Regions from separate parts of the Mus musculus genome. Here region 2 is linked to region 1. Evidence: chromatin contacts called from public HiChIP or PLAC-seq data. All regions are on one chromosome and are shown on one strand. Each heading gives the region's core, a stretch centred on a gene start, on an enhancer-like site or on the middle of the called end of the contact. The rest is flanking DNA. Distances are from core to core; before and after follow the strand shown.

Region 1 (5,230 bases), core at 879-3,378:
CTACTAATAAAAGTCTAACAAATATACCAGTACTCTAAATTATGTTTAGTTATGGGGGAAATCAAAATAACTGGTCATCATGTTAGTAACACAAGTGTTTTGGACTGAATATTCCTGCATTTTGAATGCATTTAGTTTCTAGTGTTTAGTTTTCCCATTTAAAAATAACGGAGATTTGTTTAGCCTCAATTCCCATCTAAACAGCCAAGAAGAGAGCTGTTATTTTAGCAATATTATTTACACTATACATATTTCAGAATTATTAAGTCACAGAGAAAAGTTGATTTTGAAGGAAAAGTCTATTATAACCAGATGTAGACAGCACTCGAGAATTCTGGAATGTAAATGGACAGCAGTAAAGACGAGTCGGGGCATATAAAGATGAAGGACAAAACCAAAATAAACAACAGGAACAAAAACCCCTCGAGTTATTTTAAACCGCGATCTCAAATAGTTGAGGAGTCATTTCTCCACTTACTGTTCCCCTGAGGTATCCACCGCCCGAATGTAGAAATAGCGGGCAGGAAGGACCACGTGTGCTTTTAGCCCGGGTCCCCATATTTCGCTCTTCTCTGGGCTCAGCCTCCTCTCTCCGCCGGTCTGGGCAAGTGCTGGCACAGTCCCCAGAAAAAGGCAGGAAAGCAGCGAAATGCTGAACATTTACAAGACCGAGTCTTGGAAGATCCACGAATAAATGCAAACGTGCTAAGTGGACGGAGCTAGCCTGGGTAGGTAGGAGGACGGTGGTCAGTCCTAGCAGCAGTCAAAGTCCCTAAAGTGTCGCTTGACGTGCGGGGTCCGCGCGTGGGACTATGCTGTGCCCAAGAATGTCACAACCCGAGCGGTGGCATGTCCAGGAGAAGGATGCCACACGTTCTGCTGAACCTGGTTAAGAACCGCAGGCTCCACTTTCTCCGGACAATGACAAACTTGTGTTACTCTTGCCACTAGAGCATCACTTTGGGAACGAATCCGTCGCAAGTTCTAGCCAAGGTGAGAGGAGAAGGATTGGCCTGCGCTGTGACCAGTCTTAGTAAAGTCTTCTGCTAGTGGATGAGTGGGTCAGAGTGGAAAACGCGTCCCGGGCCCCTTAGCTTCCTGGGATATGTAGTCCGCCATAGGACTAGCGGAAATCCTGCCAGGAGTTCACCCCCAACTACTTTCGTCCCTTCCCTCCGTCCCTCACTCTCCCTCCTCCTTTCTCCCCCCCTACCTTCCTTTCTACTTCTTTTTTCAACTTTGGAGCACGGCTTTCTGGCAACCTTAAATACTACAGTTGCGCAACTAGCATGTCTGGAGTCACAGCAAAGATTTCCCAACTTATATTTTGTTCAAGGTATCCACCGCAAATGGCAGGTATATAGTAAACGCTGAAAGGGAGGCTAGGTGTTATCAATGATACCCAGTCACTCGGTGCTATTCTTGTGCGCTCAATGGGACGAAAGATTCTGGGCCTTGGGTAGGAGACTTGAGGATGCAGATCTGGTGTTGCCTTCCAGCACCAGAGTTCCGGGACCCAACAGGAACAGAGGTATTCCCCAGCGGAGGGCCTAGCCCAGGCACTGCGGTGCGCTCCGCCTCTCCGTAGCGCCGTCACTGCCTCGTTGCAGGACAACCCCCACCCCCACCCCCACCCCGCCGCGCCCCTGGAAGGATCTGGGTCGAGCTGAGTCTCTGAGGAGAGATGTAAGGGATAGAAATCACCAGAAGAAAGCTCGGCCTGAGGGGGGTGCATCCGTGGGTATCCCTGTACTCTCTTCAGGAGCGGGTCTCCACGCTGCGCTAGCGGATCCCAGGCACCCGGCCTGCAGTGGCCATCCTCTCTTTGCACCCTCGCTTCTCGGCCAGTGAGGTCAAGAGGAGTAGCAGGCTTTGTCCTCCCTCCACGGGGTAAGGGGCGTGGAAAACATAGACGGCCTGGTTGTGAGCCAAGGCAAGGGGATTCTTTTTCCCCCTGCCCCCCCCCCCCCCCCGCTATTGTTATTATTGGTGATATAATCATTCATCGCGGCCTCCCCTCCCAGCTCTCAGGCTGTCACTGTCTGCGTGCCACCAGCCTCTCCAGTCCCTAGCGCGTAGGAAGCGGCCCCCTTCAGGCCTGCGCGCTCCCCCTCCTGGCGAGCCTTTTCTTCCGGCTGGGAGTGAGGGAGCAGGCCGGGAGGAGGTTACAAGGCTTTAGATCTGGTCTTGGCCAGTGGGGACTAGGGACGCCTGGCACTGGGTTGGCCACCGCAGGACAGTAGTGGGAACCCGGCACAGTAGCGCTGCAGCAGTTGCACTTGCAACATCCCTGCTCTCCCGGTTCTCCTCCACCTGCACCTTTGTCACCTTCAGGTGCTTCGGAGCCTCAAAGAGGGGGCAGTGGGAAGTCTCCTGGCTCCTCAGAGTCTGAACTCCAGAGGGCATCATGTGCTGCATGAATCTCATACTCACAGGTAGGCCTCCCAGGTCTGGTCTGGTAGTCTAGGCAAGGGCGCTGATAGAAAAGGGGGGCGGGGGGGGCACCTGGCTGCTGTCTTAGCAGCTCTTATCAATCCTCAGCAAAACACTTTTCTGGGTCTCAGTTGCTTTCTATGCAGAATATTGATTATACTGTTTGTGATATGTGGAAGGCTTTACTGAGATTTTATTGGATGTCTAGCTCTCTACTGAATGTGATACTTCAGCATGTAGACACGAAAGGCACATAAATGGAAAAGAATAAACTCAGGCAATCGATATCGGTTTTGCAAACAGTATGTTTATTTGACAGAATTGTTCATTCCAAAGACTTTCATAAGTCATTCCTCTAGTGCCGTCCTAGAAGCTTGGGGTTTATATTGCTTATGAGATACTGTGAATAAATTGAGTGGTATTCCGCAAGTCCTAATATGTTAATCAAAACGAGGGAGAACAATTTCAATAATGCCTAGTGCATTGTAGACACCTAAAAATGTTTGTTAGACCTGGCTTCTACAAGACTAGGCCTGGAGATGCAATTTCAGGAAAACTAGACTTTCAGGAGTTAACCATTTGTGTACACACACACACACACACACACACACACACACACACATTTAGAAAGCTTAATCATATTCTAGAAAGAAAAGTTCCTCACTATGGATAGGGTATCTGGCCTAGTTAGAACAGCAAAAAAAAAAAAAAAGTTCTTCAGAAAGTGACATTTGAGTATAACTTTGAAAGATGGATGAGAATGAATAATTAGTAAGGGGCTACAGGAAGACAACATTCAGAAAACCAAAAAGTAATGTGGAAGGACAGAAGAAGGTATGTAGGGTAAGGAGTTGATCTTTTGCTTCAATAGCTGAGGGCCTTAGGCAGAAAATTTCTATGAGGATATATATGTAGCAGACTTTACTCTTTGATGTCTATGCAGGGATCAGACTAGAAAGAACAGCTCAAAGGGTGGGTGGCATGAAGTTATAAGCATAAAGATAAAAGCAGATATAAACCCCAGATAGCTGCAGATACAGTGCTGGACAATCAATCAGCCTTCATAACTCCGTTTTCCCTGAGACTACCATTGCATCTTACTAGAATAATCTATGCCTGTAATGGTCTTGTTTCCAGTAGTTGTGGCTTTCTTCATTCTAAGAAAGCAGGCTCTGAGTGAAGTCCTAAGGATACCATAGCAGAAGCCCTTCAGAGTTTAACTACAAAGGGTGGAGATGCAGATCAGTCACGGGATGCAAAGAAGTAGAGTGCCAGCATGGGTTCTGGGTCATTCTTTTTCATTTTCTGTGAATATCTTCTGATATTTCATAATTTTCTACAATATACTTTGTGTCATCAAACCTATAAATATATGTATTTTCAGAGATATTCACATAAAACAGTGGTTCAAATGAGGAAATGTTGATATCTTTCATTTTCAGTGACAACTATGTAAAATCTTCAGGTAGATGGCAGGTTTGTTTGTTTTTTTTTAAGATAAAATGAGAGCAAAGAGATTATTTTTATTCAGTGACCATTGCTTAAAGCATACAATCCAAAACCAGATGGTTGCATGTTTTATAAATCAAGTGTTTTACTCTTAACAGCTTCATCTCCTAGCAATTTCCATTGTATTTTTTCATTCATAAATGAACCTGTTTCCCTTGGCAATGTTATTTGGTTAGCTTTGGTTATTTGAGCTAGGGTCTTGCCCGGTGTGTACTGGGCTAGATCAGAAGTAGCTGTGTAGTTTAGTCTAGAGTAGATCTTGCAGCAGCTCTCTTGTATCTGCATCTTGAGTCTTGGAATTACAGAAATGGGCTACCACGTTCTATTTTGACCATACTTTTTTTCTTTCCATATGTTCCAAATGAGCATAAAACCATCAAACTCTGGTACATTGTACTAGTCCCATAGGCAAAATTATATTCAAGGTGAGCGAGGCAGTGATGGCAAGGTAAGGTTAATGTCGGGTTGTGATCTACAAAAGGTAGAGCCTGGGGTGCCTGGGATGTACTGAATCAAGCTTTCCCACTGCCCCAGCTGACCATCTGTTGTTTCCTATCGTTCCACACCCAACCACAGACACATTATACCCCTCTACCACACAGCTTTTAAAGAAGAACGTGAGCATCACAGACAGGAAGTGGGCAATGGAGAAGTGGAGAAACTCAGTGCTCAGAGGAAAGGAAGCAGTGTGGTCTGCAAGCCTCATGCACTGTACATCCTTTGAGTCTTCTTCCACTGTCACCATCACACCGCACACAGAATGAGGACAAAGGAGAGAGCTCAGACACTACTTGTACACACACTAAGACCTTTTTACCAAACAGTATTTGAAAGGAAAGCACTGCAGATGCCAGCTTTGGTGATAATGTACTTGCATCCTGTGAGCCACTGTTAACTGAAGATGAGAAAAAAGCGGACGGGAAGTTGTGAGAAGGTGCATCTCATAAGGGGAGCTCACTCTGCACAGATAGGAGTTCCTTCCTAGGACTGTTTCCCCTTAGATTCCATAATGGTGAAAGTGCCTTCACCCCTTCCATTCAGAAGATACTGGAGATTCCGGTTTATCATCACATCTGTTCGTTAGAGACTCAGACAGGCTTGTGCCATTCAATTCTTTTATAATGGTTATTAAACAAATCATAATCTGTGATTATTTTCATTTCTGATGAGGAGAGAGATTAATAATGGATGGGTTTAGTCTCTCATGCACTGCGCGGTCACTGGAGCCTGGAAAGGCAGATCTCGCCCTGCATTTGGTGGTTGGTGAAGGTGATTTGAACTGTGGAAG
Region 2 (5,170 bases), core at 990-3,489, 990 kb before region 1:
TGCCCCCCCAGTCACAAAAAATGTAAAAGACAAAAACAATCCCCACATCATTGTGGGACACATTATTTAAGCAGGGAGCTAGAGGCCAGGCAGTGGTGGTGCATGCCTTTAATCCCAGCACTGAGGAGGCAGAAGGAAGGGTATCTCTGTGAGTTCGAGACCAGCCTGGACTACAGAGTGAGTCCCAGCACAGCTAGGGCTACAAAGGAAGAAGGGAGCTAGAACACAGGGGCAGAGCTTCATCTATCCAGTGTCAGCCAGAGCATAGATGCGTGGGAACTCAAACCCACTGCTGCTTTGTGCACATCTGTGGGTCACTACCAGCAACCTGGGTATTGATTTAAAGTTGCATACCTATATGGATCGATACTGTGGTCAATTATGGATGAGAAGTAAGCATCACTGCACATAGAAAATTTTAAATTAGTGTTTTCCAATTATTCGTAAAAGCAGTATAAATTGTGTTGAAGAGAAAAAGTACTAAGGATCTATTAGAAACCTCATCGAAGCTCGGTATGTATAAGTGTTTGGAAATACAGCTAAGAGTACATTCTAGTTTGCAGTTTCAAAGTTCTTCTATATGTTCTTGAAAATCAATCATTGCTTTTCAGAGCATTAATTCTGCTGTTTTAAAGGAAGAATTCTGGTTCTTCTAACCTTTTCCCCAAATTCTATAACTGCAGCAGACATCCATGTCTAATATAAAGTACTTCACATTCATACTACGTTTCCATAAATTATAAAGTGTTGGAGACATTTCCTTAGCAGAAGCTAGGAAAACAGCTTCAAAGATGGGCAGGCCACTGAAAATGTCCCATTGTCCTCCCAAACTAATTTCAAAGGAAATACAGTATCTAAGTCGCTAGAATCAGATGTCTCAACAAAATTTATCTATTTTGTATATTTTAATTTTACATGCAAATAAAGCATGAACCAAGGCCTGCCAGCTGGGAAGTCCCATAGGAACAAGACAACTTGGTTCTAGGCAAGGTACACAATGGTCTGCAAGCGTGTCTGTATAAAGAAAGACCCTACCTACAAAGCTATAGGGGAAAGTCTGTGTCTCTCTGCTTCCTGCCACATATGTCTACTGACAGTGCATCAGGGATGATGCAATGTGGGCTGGTTAGCTTTTTGTCAACTCTATACAACCTAGAATTGTCTGGGAAGAGGGAACCTCTTCCAGTAGCCAAGTAGTCTGTCAGGCATTTTCTTGATTAATGATTGACATGGGAGGGGCAAGCCCAATGTGGAGAGTGTGACCCCAGACAGTGGTCCTGGGCTATACAAACAAGCATGTTGAGCAAGACATGAAGAGCAAGCCAGTAAGCAGCACTCCTCTATGGCTCTGCTTGGATTCCTGCCTCCAGGTTCCTGCCCCTTTTGTCTTCATGATGGAGTATAAACAGTAAGACAAAAGAAATCCTTTCCTTCACATGTTGCTTTTAATCATGGTGTTTATCAGAGCAACGAAGAACAAACAAAAACAGGTAGACTGAATGAATGGGATTGGAAAGACCACTTCAAGAAACACTCCTATATATGACAGAATACTTGCACTCTCACCCCCTGCCACTGATTGGTACATGGTGAAAAATCAAAGGGCTTTAGTCTGGAGCCAGTAGTCTTTACCTTCAATATCTTCACCATACTCAATAGCTCAGCCCAAATACTAGTCTGTCAACCAGGCACATTTTGGGCTCTCACTTTGTCTAACTCTTTGGGGACTGTGCTACTCAGAATGTGTCCCCACCTAGCTGTGGTTTGTGGTTAGAAGAGTCTCGTTAAGATGACATGAATACTTCAAATACCAGGTCTGCTGTTGGGGCTGAAATGCACCATTCATTTTGTTCATGTGACTATAATAGACTCAGACCCAAGCAGAAACACTCAATGACATGCCAATGGTTCTGCATCACCAGGCTTAAGGGGAAGCCACCAGCTGTGTTCTGAGGATACACAGCAGAGGCAAAAATGCTTGTTGGGCTCAGAGCCTCAAGATATTAACAACACTCTTATGCTAACACTCTAGACGTCCATGTTGTTCCAGGAAGCAGACAGTCTCTACCCTGGCAATGGCCTTCCCAGGACACTTACCACTAATGGGGTTGGTGCACCCAGCACATTTCTTAGCGTACAAGTCACAGAAGCAGGTCAGGCAGTATGGAAACTCATCCCGTGCTGTGAAGCGTTGCCCAGATAGCTGCTTCTTGCAGGCTGTGCACACAAAGCATTCCTTGTGCCAGGGCTGCTCCCGGTAAGTAACACCTCCTGTGGTGATAGGCTGGGGGAGACAAGTGTATGAGTCAGGGCTACCCCTGTTTCTGGTAAACATCTGTCACTGCTGTTGCCCATGAATGATGTAAGACACGAGCCCCACCCACAACAAATATGCAGTTTGTTAAAGTCGACATGGAGGGACCTGTGGCTCCAGCCACATATGTAGCAAAGGATGGCCTTGTCAGTCATCAGTGGGAGGAGAGGCCCTTGGTCCTGTGAGGGCTCTATGCTCCAGTGTAGGGGGATGGCAGGACCAGGAAGCGGGAGTGGGAGGGTTGGTGAGTGGGGGAGGGGATAGGGGGTTTTCGGAGTGGAAACCAGGAAAAGGGATAACATTTGAAATGTAAATAAAGAAATTATCTAATAAAAAGAAGAGAAGAGGAGAGGAGAGGAGAGGAGAGGAGAGGAGAGGAGAGGAGAGGAGAGGAGAGGAGAGAAGAGAAGAGAAGAGAAGAGAAGAGAAGAGAAGAGAAGAGAAGAGAAGAGAAGAGAAGAGAAGAGAAGAGAAGAGAAGAGAAGAGAAGAGAAGAGAAGAGAAGAGAAAAGAGAAAAGAAAAGGAACTTCATACCCCAGGCACCTCATGTTATCATCCATACCATTGCTACGGTTCCTGGCTTTCTCCCTAGTGATGTGGGGTCTTTAGGTTTCACAGTAGTGCAGGGGAACAGAAGGAATGAGTGCCATGGGGCATTGTCACCATCCCAGATAGGAAGGTAGCACAGTGGTCAGAGATAACATTGAAGGCATCGACTGCTACTTCTGAGCAGCCCTGAGATCCTGTAGCTAGAGACCTCAGTACCTCAGTTCTGTCTACAAAGTCGGAGTGATGAAGAGAAAAGGATGAATCTCTGTGGAAGCCTTCCTTCAAATCCCAGCAACTGATGGCCTCTCCAGCTCTACTCTCATGCTCAGCCTGTACAGTAACTAGAGAGGCAGAAAGGCAGAGGCTTTCTGGAACCTGCATCTGCTGGCGTGGGACCCTGAAGGCCTTTATCCTCGCCCTATCTTAAGTCATAGGAGGTTTCTGAAGAAGCTTCAAGGTGATAAACAGCTTGCCATACCTCAACTGCATCCAGTAACCTCCAAATATTGCTCTCCATATGAGTTTAAATCATGGTGGAGAGTAGAATCAGAAGTCAGGGGAGGCTAAGTGAGCCTCACCTCGACGTGCAGTGGCCACAGAAGATAGGCCCTGCCCCAGTGCTCTTTACCTTATGAACAGTATGGCAGCATTTGGCCATTTCTGAAGTCCCTGCATGAAGCTTGTGTGGCAAGATGCTATTTTTAGGCTGTAGATGAAGCAACTGAGTCCCAGATATTGTCCAAGAATTAAGTCAGAATCAGTTAATGACAAGGCAAGAAGGAGAATTAAGACTCCCTTCTGTCCAGTGCTCTTGTCATTAAACCACACATGAGAAATCATTTGCCCTGCCCCAGAAATGGAATTTATGAAAAAATATTCTGGGTCTCCATGTTCTGGGAGATAGAGGAAGCATGTATATATAAGGTGATGCTTGCTCTGTCTTGAGTTTCCTCTGGTCCTCCCTATGTGTTCTGGATCTAGTACCCTTCACACCCTTCTCCGCTCTTCTGTCTCCTATACCCTATGCTCCCCCACTTCCTCCCTCCCCTCCCCCCTCTCCCTTCCCCTCTCCCCTCCTTCCCATCCCCCTCCCCCTCCCCTTTCCTTTTCCCCTTCCTTCCCCTCCCTCACTTCCTCCCCTCCCCCACTTACTCCACTTCCCTTACTCCTCTCCCCTTCCCTTCCTCCCCTTCCCCCTTCTTACTCTTCCCCTTCCTCCACCTTTCTTTCCCCCCTTCCCCCTTCCTCTCCCTTCCTGCCCCTTCCTCCTCTTAACCCTTCTACCTCACATCTTTTATTCACTCCCCCAAGACTCCTCCTCTCTTCATACTTTCCACTTCCTCCCACTCCCTCCACATCTCCTCACACCCTCCTCCACCCCTCTTCACACCACAGCAGCTGGCTCAGCTTCACTTCATCTTAAGCATGGCTTTCTTGGAGATTTCTTTCCTCAATACCCCCAACCTCCACCCTCCACCCTCCACCCCACCTTAGCTGGTTCTTCTTGTTATCTACTCTGTGACCAATCTGTCCTGTCTCACAGCACATGTATCAGGACACCCTGCTGGCTGCAGAATCATTTCCACGAGGATTAAAATCCATCCTTTGAATGTCCCGCCCGTCCTCAGACCCCTCGTGCCATAGGGTGTCTTTCCTTGCCTGAGGATGGACATGCCCAGCTTGAAAGCCCTGAGTGTATTTAGGGAGCACATATACAAAGGCATGCACCCACAAGACTGTGCCTGCTGCACTTTTGCAGCTAAAAGGACCATATGGATGAGCAGATGACAGGAGGAGTGACTTAAAGGAGCCACAGGGACTGCTATCATAGTGTTGCCATGTGGAGTCTGTAGGGGTGCCTGCAGGTTTGTAGCCCTGGCAGTGGAGCTGATCTACAGGTCAACAACCACTAAACGGTGCTCAGGTTTCTGTTGTGCATATGCACAAATAAATAGACTCTATGGCCATCAAACATACACGAGTGAACACAGCATTCAGGATGTGCTCCCTGCCTTGCTTACAGAGTTCATTATGGGTGAACCCAATGAGAGCTTCCCCTACCACATCAAGATGAGCCTTGCTGGAAGGGACCAAACTGTTTCCAAGCCAGAAGTGGTGGCTGAACAGCAGAAAGAGATCCCAGAAGAGACAAGTGCAGGGGGTAAGCAAAAAACTGCCACAGATGTGGTGGAGGGCAGGGCAGCAGGGGAGTGAGGAGAGCGGAGGGCATAGGAGGGCAAGGAAGTGAGGGAGGGAAAGGGTTTAACAGGCCGGTATAGGTCCTAATGGGTACTGAAGTCCTGGAA

Evidence for each region. HiChIP or PLAC-seq counts read pairs in DNA pulled down with a chosen protein or histone mark.
Region 2: a FOXA1 HiChIP or PLAC-seq map of pancreatic cancer cells shows a contact between it and region 1. The contact joins the enhancer-like site here to the promoter of Bivm in region 1. A contact is called at or near these places in 4 of 39 promoter capture datasets (the 3T3-L1 cell line, the C10 cell line, embryonic stem cells and 1 more) and 4 of 115 datasets of contacts at active chromatin or transcription factors (bone marrow-derived macrophages, large pre-B cells, memory CD8 T cells and 1 more).

What each region holds. Positions count from the first base shown.
Region 1 is chr1:44,117,840-44,123,069 of GRCm38.p6, forward strand. It overlaps Bivm (basic, immunoglobulin-like variable motif containing), which reads left to right and starts at 2,129. Exons shown (of 10, transcript NM_144558.4): 1 at 2,129-2,435. Poglut2 (protein O-glucosyltransferase 2) reads right to left here and starts at 934. Exons shown (of 10, transcript NM_023645.3): 1 at 479-934. The coding sequence starts at 660.
Region 2 is chr1:43,126,147-43,131,316 of GRCm38.p6, forward strand. It overlaps Fhl2 (four and a half LIM domains 2), which reads right to left. Exons shown (of 6, transcript NM_010212.4): 5 at 2,098-2,284. Among named protein-coding and RNA genes, the nearest start is that of AI597479, 30 kb to the left of the region's middle. Within about 2 kb of position 2,240, at least 69 of the 459 cell types and tissues checked have an H3K27ac peak or open chromatin away from gene starts, as enhancers often do. A contact at or near this core is called in memory CD8 T cells and pancreatic cancer cells, where this site is marked.